2 separate regions of the Mus musculus genome follow, and region 2 is linked to region 1. A link is a contact called in public HiCAR-type data. All regions are on one chromosome and are shown on one strand. The core of a region is the stretch at or near the end of the contact, and the rest is flanking DNA. Distances in the headings are between cores, read along the strand shown. Region 1 holds the start of Golph3l (golgi phosphoprotein 3-like). Region 2 has its middle 14 kb from the start of Adamtsl4.

Region 1 (6,026 bases), core at 3,341-5,840:
GGGTCTTAGCATGGCATTGATGAAGCCTTGGACTTTATAACTACCCTTAGCCTTCCAAGTGTTAGGATACATAGGCATTAATGGGGATTGCTGTTGAAAACAGATATTTTTTTTTAAAAAGATGTATTTAGCCGGGCGTGGTGGCGCACGCCTTTAATCCCAGCACTCGGGAGGCAGAGGCAGGCAGATTTCTGAGTTCGAGGCCAACCTGGTCTACAAAGTGAGTTCCAGGACAGCCAGGGCTATACAGAGAAACCCTGTCTCCAAAAAAAACCAAAAAAACCCCAATCCTCCCCCCCCAAAAAAGATGTATTTATTTTATCTATATGAGTGCTCTATCTGCCTGTATAGCTGCATACCAGAATAGGGTAACAGATTACATTACAAATGGTTGTGAGCCACCATCTGGCTGCTGGAAATTGAACTCAGGATCTCTGGAAGAGCAGCCAGTGTTCTTAATGGTTGAGCCATCTCTACAGATACGTACATACAAATAAAAAAAAAACTTAAAAAATTGTTACAAGATCCACAGAAGAAAATGAAAAACAAAAAAACTAAAAACCTATTGTTCCCCCTGCTCCTTGTTTTGACAAGGTCTCTCTACGTAGTCCTGGCTGTCCTGGAATTCACTATGTACACGCATTAGGCTGGTCTAGAATTCTCAGAGAGCTGCTTGCTTCTGCCTCTTTGAGTGCTGGGGTTTAATGAGTGCACCACCACAAATGGCACACCTGGCTCCCTTTTGGTTTTCTGAGATAGGGTTTCTTTTTTTTTTTTTTAAGATTTATTTATTTATTATATGTAAGTCACTGTAGCTGTCTTCAGACACTCCAGAAGAGGGCATCAGATTTCGTTATGGATGGTTGTGAGCCACCATGTGGTTGCTGGGATTTGAACTCGGGACCTTCAGAAGAGCAGTCGGCGCTCTTAACCACTGAGCCATCTCACCAGCCCCTGAGATAGGGTTTCAAACTGCCAAGTACCTCAGGTTAGCTTTGAATTCAATATGTGAGTGAGATGATCTAGAACTCCTGATCCTCCTGCCTCCACCTCCCCAGTGCTGGAATCATAGATGTAAATCCACCAATCATGGCTTGAAAAAATTATTTATACTATAAGAAACTCAGTTATTTGTTTCTGTAAAACAGATAGTCATGCATATTCCTTGTTTTTATTTGCTTGTTTTAAGACATAGCCCTGATGAGCCTATAACTCATTGGGTAGATCAGGTTGGCCTTGAACTCTTGGGGATGTTCTTGGTGTTGGGAATTCTAGCCTCACAAATGTGTGCCACCATATCTGCTGTTGTTCTTGTCTTTGAAACTTCTCTTCAAAGCTCAAGAAGACTTCACTATATGGGTCTCTTTCTTAGTTTAATAAAAGATCACTGCTCTACCATCAAACTAAGCTAGGAAATAGGTACTAACACAATGCTATCCATCTCTTTCATCTATAATTTTCCAATTAAATTATACTTCAAGTAATTATATTTCTGGATTCTATCTTGTAGATATTCTCTTTCCCATGTTCCTCCAACTCCAATGTAGGTGGAGTCTTACTTCCTAAAATATTCTAAGACTTGTGTGTTTGAATTGAACTAGAAAACTTAAGTCATTACCTCTTTATCTTTTAGCCCCAGGAGCAATACTTCTTCCATAAGAGTGAGGCGGATATCCTTAGAGTCTCCAGGGTCTTCATTATCTGGACTCCTTTCTTGATTAGTGTCTTCCTCACTTTCTATTTTCTTTTCAGAGCTCTTACTTACTTCAGTTCGACGGGTTCTATGAGTTAATGTTGTCATTCTTACCTGTTGGTAAAGAGATGTGAAAAATATCTGTGTGCTTTAGTAAATAAACAAATACAGGTTCACAGAAGACCTACACGCATAAACACACCACATACATGGGAAAATATGTAAGTTTAAATACAGAAAGAGATAGTATAAACATTGAACATGATTCTCTTTTTCAAAGTATAGCAAGCTTAAATTCCAAAGAAAGCAACGAAAAGTGATGACCAATAATTTAAAAGTCCACTAGAAAGACCATATTTTATCATGCTTATTTCTTGGGCATTGCCTACAACCCAGAAGTGAATTTGTATCACCATGAAATGGGTCCCCAAATTAAATAAGATGGGTTAGCAAAACTTCATGAGCATGTGGCTTCTTGAGTTACACATAATTTGTAATTTTTGTAACGTTAAACACATTTTAAAATTATTGTGTATTCACGTACATAATATTTGTGGGTGCTTGTGCCATGTGCACATGAGGAGGTCAGAGAACAACTTGTTGTAGTTCACTTTCTCTTACCTTTCAACAAGTTCTGAGCATTGAAGTCAGGTTGCTTAGCCTGTATAGCAATTGGCTTTACCCACCCATTGAACCATCTCTCCATGTCTATGTTTTAATATTTTTTTCCTTTTAATTTATGTTGTATACATGAGTTTTTTGCCTGCATGTGTGTCTGTGTACCCACATGTCGTGCTTGGTGCCTGAGCAAGTGTGAGTCTCCATGTGGGTGCTGGGAATCAAATCCAGGTACTTTGCATAAACAAGTGCTATTAACCATTGAGCCAACCCTCCAGACCAGTATTTTCTTTCTTTCTTTTATTTTGTTACCATAACAACTCATTTCCAAGTATGGCAATTTAGCATTCTATCTGGTTATTTTGTGAAAACACAAATAACTTCAATAACAACAAAAGCCCAGCAAGAATGTTAAAAGATTATCAAATTTGCAAAAGAAAATGGGGCTAGGGCTGGAGAGATGGCTCAGTGGTTAAGAGCACTGACTGCTCTTCCAGAAGTCCTGAGTTCAATTCCCAGCAATCACATGGTGGCTGACAACCATCTGTAATGGGATCTGATGCCCTCTTCTGGTGTGACTTCTTCAGACAGTGTACTCATATACATGAAATAAATAGAATGTCTTTTTTTTTTTAAGTATAGAATAGGGTTTATTAAGGGCATGGGGAGGGGAGTTACGAGGGTAGTAGAGGCAGAGAAAGAGAGTAGAGAAGTAGAGGAGTCATGAGCACGTGGAGAGAGAGGTGGGACGGGAATGGGGAGAGAAAGGGGAAGGGAAGCAGGGAAAGAGCAAGGGAGGAGCAAGAGACCAAGAGGGCAAGAACTAAAATAAGTCTTTTTAAAGAAAGAATTCATTCAAAAAAGAAAAAGAAAAAGGGGCTAGAATATGGCTCAGTGTTACAGTTACAGCATAGTGTTATTTAGCATATATAAGGTCCTAAGTACCATTCCCATAAATGGGGGAAAAAAAATCTGAGCACACACCCTTTTATACTAAGCATTACACTTGTCTAAGTCATCTGTGATAAAGCTTAAAGTTAGCACAGTTCATACAAATGTAAATGTATTTTATTTTTCGTTTGTTTAGAACGAAACAAAACAGGGTTGCTCTGTGTAAATGTCCTAGCTATCTTGGAATTCATTATGTAGACCAGGCTGGCCTTGAACTTAGAGATCCACCTGCCTCTGCTCCCCAAGTGCTGGAATTAGAGGTGTGTCACCACTGCCTGGTATAAATGTCAATTTTTATGATTAAAAGCAAGTCAAAAACTATCAGCAATTATATATCTTTGAGGTCAAAAGAATAATATTTAAAATGTGCTATGGTTGTGCCTAGTTCAACAATTTTATCTTGCTTTCTTTCTGCCTCTGATCCTTGTGATCTTGGAGTTTTCTTCCTTTTCCTTTCCTCCCTAAATACTGTCTGTCCAGTCTTTGAAGGCCTACTAAAGACAAGTGAGGCCTTAAGGTGAATTCTATCTCTCCACTATGCATATATTAAACACTTAGAAATGGATTTTTCTTCAGTTGTATGTAAACAGAAATTTATACTTAAGCCCTTTAAAATGTTTATTATAGTCCCTCTTTTGTTATGGCTGTCTGTTACATTAAACTTCTCCAGGGCTGAAATATTGTCATCTTTTAATTTTTATATTCTCCATAGCAACTAGCACAATATCTTTAACGTTTTAACTGCTCAAATAAATATATACTCATTAAACAGCACCAGAAATACACACCAAGAGTCTTACAAACAATTCTTCATACAAGCGTATATTTCAAATATAATTTTCAGGGGAAGTAAGAAGAGTGAAGGAACAGAACACAGAACAATGCCTTAGGGTGCCAATTCCATTTGGCATTATTTCCAAACCCAATCCAAGAAACTTTAACACCCCGGGGAGAATGGGGGCAATTTTCTTTGAGGAATTCATCATTTCCCTGTGGCCACTTATTAGTTAAAATACCCTACTTGAAAACATGATGAGCAACAACAAATAAGTAAAAACCACCCTTTCTCTCTAAAGTAAAATACTGACCAGCTCTGTTGGATGTTAAGAAGTGTTATATTTGCTCACCTGACGTTGCTCCTGAGCTGCAGTGGGACGTAGGCTGCAGTTCGCGCTCTCGTTTTGGAGGGCACCTGTTTCCCGTACCCTAGGCGGGTTCCAGTAGGTGAAAAACTTCTCAGCCACACAGAGAGTACAAACTTCCTGATCCTTCGTTGCAGAGAGGGAATAACACATCAGCTTCCTCAGGATCACTAGGCAACCTACCTTGGTGTTTCTTCATTGGGCCAATCAGAAACCCCCAAGTTTGACTCTAGCCAATCGGAGCTTACGAGGGGAGGTCCTCCGGGCTATTGTGTTGCGATCCAGACAAACATCACCAAAAGGAGGCAGGTTTGGGTTCAACCTGACAGCTGGTCTGTCCAATGAAGGAACCTCGGTGGCTGCGAGGAAAAGGCTGCATCCCACCCCGATGAAATTACCCAATCAAAGTATTCTGTGAGATAGCACAGTGCTGCCAATCACGAAAGGATTCTGTTGGCCAATTTCAGTGTAGCAGGTGTTTTTCTGTAGCTGTCTGTATTGGCACTGCTGGTTAAGAAATGTTGGCATCCAAGCAATAAGGCTAAGAGTAAACTCTGAGCTTAACTTTGCCTCTAGAAAAACGTAATCTGACTCGGTTTGTGCTGTTTATACTGAACAGCATGGGTACTATTACACACATAACAGCTCTAGAGGGATGTTATCCCACTTTGATAATCCTGTAGCTACTGTACAGTTTGGAATATGGCTGCTAAAATTACAAGACGGAAACAGATCAAGTTTTTAGGTCTTCCTTTTCTGAAGCAAAGGAAGCAAATAGCTTGGGTGGGGCTAGGTTCCAGGTCTCTCAGCAAAACAATTGTTCACACTACCACTCAAAAGTTCTAAAATGTGTCCACCTCGCGAAAGATATACTTACTTAAATTCTCTCAAAATTAATAGCTGAACACTTTCTGTTAATTAAATAACTAGAAGCCCTGAAAGACCCTGCACACTGAGCATCTTAGTCATGGTATTAAGATGCCGGTCTTTTTTTTATTGGCCATTGCTTTTATCATTTTTGCTCTAAATACATATTTAAAAGTTGTTAATAGGGCTGGTGAGATGGCTCAGCGGTTAAGAGTGCCGACTGCTCTTCCAAAGGTCATGAGTTCAAATCCCAGCAACCACATGGTGGCTCATAACCATCTGTAATGAAATCTGATGCCCTCTTCTGGTGTGTCTGAAGACAGCTACAGTGTACTTACATATAATAAATAAATAAATATTAAAAAAAAAAAGTTGTTAATAACACACTATATCAAAATAGCAAACATTGTTTTAATAGCACCAAGTAAATGGTACAGTTTTAACATAAGTAAAAAGTGTATCCTTACAGAATTTTAAAGTCAGAATAAACACTTCAAAAATGGTTTTAGAGGGCCTTAAAACTTAACACATTTAAAAAAAAAGCTTTCTTTAAAATAGAAGGCAGGTTGTATTCAGTGGATATGAGCAGAATCAATGACATTTGTATTTTTGTTTAGTCAAAAGTTCCCTTGGATTTATCTCAGGTAAACACAATATAATAGCTAAAACTTTTATTAGTTTAATAACTATGAACTACAAAATAATTTTCAGAGGTACAGAAGGCACACCTTCAAATAATACAGCATATTAGTTTA
Region 2 (5,633 bases), core at 880-3,379, 110 kb before region 1:
AACAGCTTGGAGGTAGAATCACACCACATGTAAGGTCCTTAGGTAAATTACCCGAATGAGAGGGAGATAAGCCAGGTATGGTGGGGTCGAGGCTGTGGAATCCACTGGGAAAGACCAAAGGCTTAGATTACATGAATTTATTCTTACTGCTCCCAGAAGGACCACGGCCTTAGAGCCAAACATCATGCCCTGAAGGAGGAGGTTATGGTGGGGTCTTAAGAACATCAGAAAGGTCTGTGTTACACTGACCATGGAATCCACACCAGGCAGGAAAATGGTTTTAGCTCCCTTGGTTTCTTACTTTTCAGTTCTACAATAATAAAAAGAAACCATCTTACCCCTTTCCCACAGCAATTAGCAAAGGTAGCTGTTAGGGCTGGAGAGATGGCTCAGAGGTTAAGAGTAGTCAGTGCTCTTCCAGAGGTCCTGAGTTCAATTCCCAGCAACCGCATGGTGACTCAAAACCATCTGTAATGGGATCTGATGCCCTCTTCTGGTTTGTTTATACAATAAATCTTAAATTTTTTTTTAAAAGGCAGCCGTTAATACCTCATGGCCCGTTTTCCTATTCTAATCTCACCTGCAGGCCACTGGGCTCGCCCGGGCACACAACTGTAATACTTTCAATGTTTGCTCTGCATTGGTACTTCCTTACTGCTAAGCCCCTCACTCCATCTCTCTTATCCTCTACTGCATCTCCCAGGAACAGCCTTTTGGCCCCCAGAGTCCCTAGGGTATGCTTGGCTCCATACTAAGTTTCTCTACTCATCATAGGGATGTACCTAAGGTTTTCCTCAGATCTGAGAGCTTTGGTGACTGGGATAGAGCAGTTCACTTCTGAGCAGGGGAAACCACAGTCCCTTGCAGTTAGGGCTGCCTGTCACATCCCCACAGTGGCAACTGTAGCCCCAAGATTTAAGAGATGCAGGGGTGAGGAGCAGTAACTCAAGGTCACCTTAAGCACTGCGTAGCAAGTGTTTCTCAAGGCCTCTGCTTCATGGCTCGCTTCCAGGTTTCTGCCTTGACTTTGCTCTGATGGCCATCAATGGTGGACTGTAACCTGTATGATGTAAACCCTTTCTCTCCCTTGCTTTGGTCATAGTCTTCGTCATAGGAACAGAAAGTAAATTAGGACAAGGAGGCATTGGGGGGAATATAGTCAAATTCATTATATTTGTGTATGAAAATAACGTGAAGTCTATTGATACAGGTGATTAACCTATATCAGTAAACAAAAAGCTTGAATGTCCAAATGCAAAAAAAAAAAAAAAAATCCTAAAAATTATTACAACTCTGTTCAGCAACCTGCAGCCCGGGAAACCTGTCAGGTCTACAAAGACTTATTGGAACTGTGATATTTCTTTTCTTTCTTTCTTTCTTTCTTTTTTTGTTTTTGTTTTTTTTTGTTTGTTTGTTTTGTTTTGTTTTTCTGTTTTTCGAAAGAGGTTTTCTCTGTGTATCCCTGGCTGTCCTGGAACTCACTCTGTAGACCAGGTTGGCCTCGAACTCAGAAATCTGCCTGCCTCTGCCTCCCATGTACTGGGATTAAAGGCGTGCGCCACCACTGCCCAGCAACTGTGATATTTCTAAAGCAGCTTAAAAGGACAGGAGGCAGAAAAGACAGGGGCCTGACTTTCAACCGCTAAGACACACTATATTTATTAGTGCACTTAGCAAGAGGCAGCCTCTCTCCCACGGGAAATTGAGGGGTCTACAGAGGGTAGAGGGAGCTGGCTGAAATGGTTTATAGGGTTGGGATGAGGGACTTGGCAGTAAGGAAGTTGTTATTTTCCAAAACAAAGTATCCTTTCTAGGATGTCCATAAGAACAAAAGGTTATCCATAACATTGTAGGAATCTTGTTTTACTGTACCAGGGGTACTTCAGGAGACCACGTGCCATCTTCCAGGGCCCACAGCCTCCTGGTTTTCACAGTCTTGCCTTCTCGACAGTCCCCGAGTCTCCCCAAGCTCACAGTACCCAGCCTTAGATTACTCATTTGGTCTCACGTGACCCTCTGATTCCCTAGACCACAATGCTACCACCATGCAGGGGCAGTAGAAGCCCAGCTCCGGGTCTTCCCGGCAAAACGGAGCAGGGCGCGGAGATTCGGGGCGGGGCCTAGGGCGGGGTTCTGGACTCTGAGAAGGAAACCCTGAGCAGACCTTTGGACTCAGCTCTGCGGGAATCACATCAGCCGTTGACTCAGTCGACTCCCCCAGGCATAAAATCACAAAAGAGTTTTTGTTAGATGCTGATTGGGGAGGGAGGGGGAAAAGGGAGTCCAGGCTCCTTTTAGAAGGCCAGACCTCTGCAGTTTGAGCCAGGGGCCGCCTGGAGCCGCCCGGGACGGCCCAGAACGGCCCAGAACGGCCCGGAGCCAACCTGGGGGGAGCAACAGGACTTGGAGGGCTCAGAACTGCTAAGGCATCTCTCTCTATCCCTGCTGAGAGTCCATGCAGTTGGTCCTGTGTGGATTCACCAGGTAGTTGCTGAGTGCAACGTTAGCCAAACCTATCCGAACGTTTGTAAAATGTTAAACAAGGGCAAAATCTGGGGAACAGGTCCTGATAACGAAGATTAAACTGTAAATTACTTTAAAATACAAGGCAATTTACCTTCAATTCCAGTACTGCAGAGGCAGGAGGACCAGCCTGGTCTATACAATGAGTTCCAGGCCAGCCAGGGTACACAATAAAACCTTGAAGAAAAAAAAAGGGGTGGGGGGCAAAGTGGCAAATCAGATACCCTGATGGGATATGAGATGGGACAGAGAGAGATGGCTCAGCAATTCTGAGCACTTGCTTGCACGGGAAATCGCAGTGATTAGACCACTCCTGTGGGTGGAAAAGGAAAAGTTTATTCAAACTGCCAAGGCTATCTCTCAAGGGTCAAAAAGGTAGGGAAAGCCTTGCCAGTTATAAAGAGAGGAGCTAGCCAGAACAGCATGGAGGTTCAGAGTGGTAGAGGGGCTTTGATATGTGTTACAGTTTATGTTAATAGGGAACTAGTTGCCACATTTGCCCCATTTGGTAGGGAAAGATTAGGGAAATGGCTCTACCTGGCAGTCAGAAGCCATTTTGTAGGCTTCTGGAGAATGCTGAGTGTAAGCTTTTGTTTATCCACAGACAAACTTGTTCTATTTTGAGTCCAGCCTGAGCTGAGCCCAGATTGTCATTTGGGGACACTGTCAGGAGTGCTGCCGTTTTAGGGACTTGAGGGTGGGGGCCTAACATCGCTCTTCCAGAGGACCAGGGTTTGATTCCCTGCACCCACACAGCAGCTCAGAAGTCTGTAACTCCACTTTAGGAGATCTGACCCCCACTTCTGGCCTCTTGGGGTTCATGGAACACAGGCATAGAAGCAAGAAAAACACCCACACAGAGCAGGCTGGGAAAGGTAAAATTTAAAGAAAATGGGAAGCTGGATATGGTGGTTCATACTTATAATCCCAACACAGAAGGGCTGCATGAGGTGAAGGCCAGTCTGGGCCACTAAGGAAGTTTCTAGCTAGCTGAGGCTATCTCAAAAGCAAACAAAATCAAGTAAATAATAAATCCCACCCCTGCTGTGAAGGACTCACTGGAGAAGAACAGATGGGAGAAGAGGGAGGTCTCCCCATAGCCTGGTCCTGGGGGAACAGCCTCTGCATCCCTAACATTGCTTTCTAATTTGAGGTGGACAGTGATACCCCTCCCTCCAGGCCCTTGGGTGGCCCTGAGTTGCCCTGACCTATGCTCTCTCATTTCAACATCAAAGAACTTGTTGTAGAAGCCTGCGCCTCAGCCTCATCAAGGCCTGTTTCACTGCAGTCCTTGGAGAGATCCCTACACAGTGGTACCCTTTGCTCGGGTCACCAAAGCCACTGTCCTCCTCTGACCACACCCTGGGCTCCACTAAGCCCTCCCCTGTTTGGGAGGAAGCCAAAGTTGACTGTCCTGTTCTGTCCTGCTGCAAATCTCATGTACACTCTGCTTAGTTCAGCGCATCGGTGGCTCTGGGACAGCCCTGTGCCCAGCTTGCAGCAAAGGCTCTTCCCAAGGTCCACACCCAGCCTCCCCAAAGGAGGCAGCAGGGAAGAGAGCATTCTCGTCCACCTCCCTGGAGACTTGGCTTGGATCGCTGGGGTCTGGCCAGCTCTGAGGATCCATCTGTTCTCAGCCATCAGACAGCAGCAGCCACCAGCCTCAGAAGGTGGTATTCAAACCTTCAGAACCCTGAGGCCACGTCAGAGGTACAGCCACTGATGACAAGTCCCTAACAAGGTGCAAAGCACAGGACATCCTCCTGGCCCCACGCTCTGTCTCAACAGAACACAAGGTGTTTAATGGTCAATTCATGAGAGACCGGCTCTCCCCGCAGCTTCCACCTGAGGTCCGCAGGGCATCCTCTTCTGAGGAAGGGGGATGAGAGCATACCCCCTCATACCTGTTTAGACAAAGTGTTTTAATGTCAAGGGTGGCAAGATGGCTCAGTGGGTAAGGCCTGAAGACCTGAATTTGATCCCCAGGACCCACACAGTGGGAGAAGTTACCCCATTCCTGAAAGTTATTTTCTGCAAGTGGTAGCAGAGCTGTGCTGGGAGTGTGCAGACCGAAGTTTTGACTCCAGTTCTGCTCTCATAGCCAAGCCTCTCCCACGTATCCCTCCTTCCATTAGTCTGCAACTTCATTTCATAATGTCCTGAAGACAATGAAATGACACGAAGAAGCTAAACCGCCTTTGCAGAGCTCGGGTATGTGGCTGAGTGACAGAGCAATCCCTAAGCACATGAAGGCTCTGAGCACCATCCCTGGGCCTGCTGAGTGCACAGAGGAAGGACAGACCTCGGTGAGGTACCGTGCTGGGGAGCACTCAACTGTGGGTCTCTGAGCTTCTACTTATGGACATTGCCCAGATGTCACCGGACTTAAGTGCCATTCATATGCTTCCAAACATGGTTACCTACTTCTTTTTTTTTTTTTTTTTTTGGTTTTTCGAAACAGGGTTTCTCTGTGTAGCCCTGGCTGTCCTAGAACTCACTTTGTAGATCAGGCTAGCCTCCAACTCAGAAATCCGCCTGCCTCTGCCTACCAAGTGCTGGGATTAAAGGCATGCCACCACTCCCGGCTACTTTTTTTTTTTTTTTTTTTTTTTTTGGTTACCTACTTCTATCCAGGTGGCCTGTACATGTACAGAGGTACCTGTCCCTCTCTGAGTAGAAGGGACGACATGTGGGCTCCTGGGAAATGTGAAAGAACCAAAACTTAACTTGTTGGTCCCACCTGCCCAAGGACCAGGTAACTTGCTGGGATGCTGGAAGTTGTAGTTCTTAGAAAATAACTAAGCCACATGGGAAAATACTGTGGCCATATGGGTTTGTCCTTAAAGGACTTTGCAATATGTGTCCCAGGGCCACTCAGCTAAGAACTTCAGGGAGTGGTCCTGACCAAAACCCATTCTGGTCAGCGTTTAATTAAAGCATGCTGCTTCAAATCTGGCTCAAAATCGTAGAACCCGTGTTCCTCTATTGGCTCTCAGGATTAACAAATGAAAAATAGATTATATATGTTCTCATATATATAACATATAAATATATAAAGGGAAGAACCAGAACACAGAAAAACATCAATCAAAACAAACCTCCAAAAGTGT

Evidence for each region. HiCAR-type assays count read pairs that join an accessible place to other places.
Region 2: a HiCAR-type map of embryonic stem cells shows a contact between it and region 1, with 2.2 times the contacts expected there. The contact joins the enhancer-like site here to the promoter of Golph3l in region 1. A contact is called at or near these places in 8 of 39 promoter capture datasets (the HPC-7 cell line, cranial neural crest, embryonic stem cells and 5 more), 1 of 484 Hi-C or Micro-C datasets (pro-B cells), 3 of 115 datasets of contacts at active chromatin or transcription factors (all in embryonic stem cells) and 2 of 9 other capture datasets (adipose tissue and pancreatic islet).

What each region holds. Positions count from the first base shown.
Region 1 is chr3:95,587,498-95,593,523 of GRCm38.p6, reverse strand. It overlaps Golph3l (golgi phosphoprotein 3-like), which reads right to left and starts at 4,590. Exons shown (of 5, transcript NM_146133.3): 1 at 4,390-4,590; 2 at 1,619-1,807. The coding sequence starts at 4,557. It overlaps Hormad1 (HORMA domain containing 1), which reads right to left. Exons shown (of 15, transcript NM_001289532.1): 15 at 5,664-6,026. It overlaps Gm40097 (a long non-coding RNA gene), which reads left to right and starts at 4,707. Exons shown (of 3, transcript XR_867468.2): 1 at 4,707-4,879.
Region 2 is chr3:95,698,812-95,704,444 of GRCm38.p6, reverse strand. No RefSeq gene overlaps it. Among named protein-coding and RNA genes, the nearest start is that of Adamtsl4, 14 kb to the right of the region's middle. Within about 2 kb of position 2,129, at least 228 of the 459 cell types and tissues checked have an H3K27ac peak or open chromatin away from gene starts, as enhancers often do. A contact at or near this core is called in embryonic stem cells, pancreatic islet, second pharyngeal arch cranial neural crest and 1 more, where this site is marked.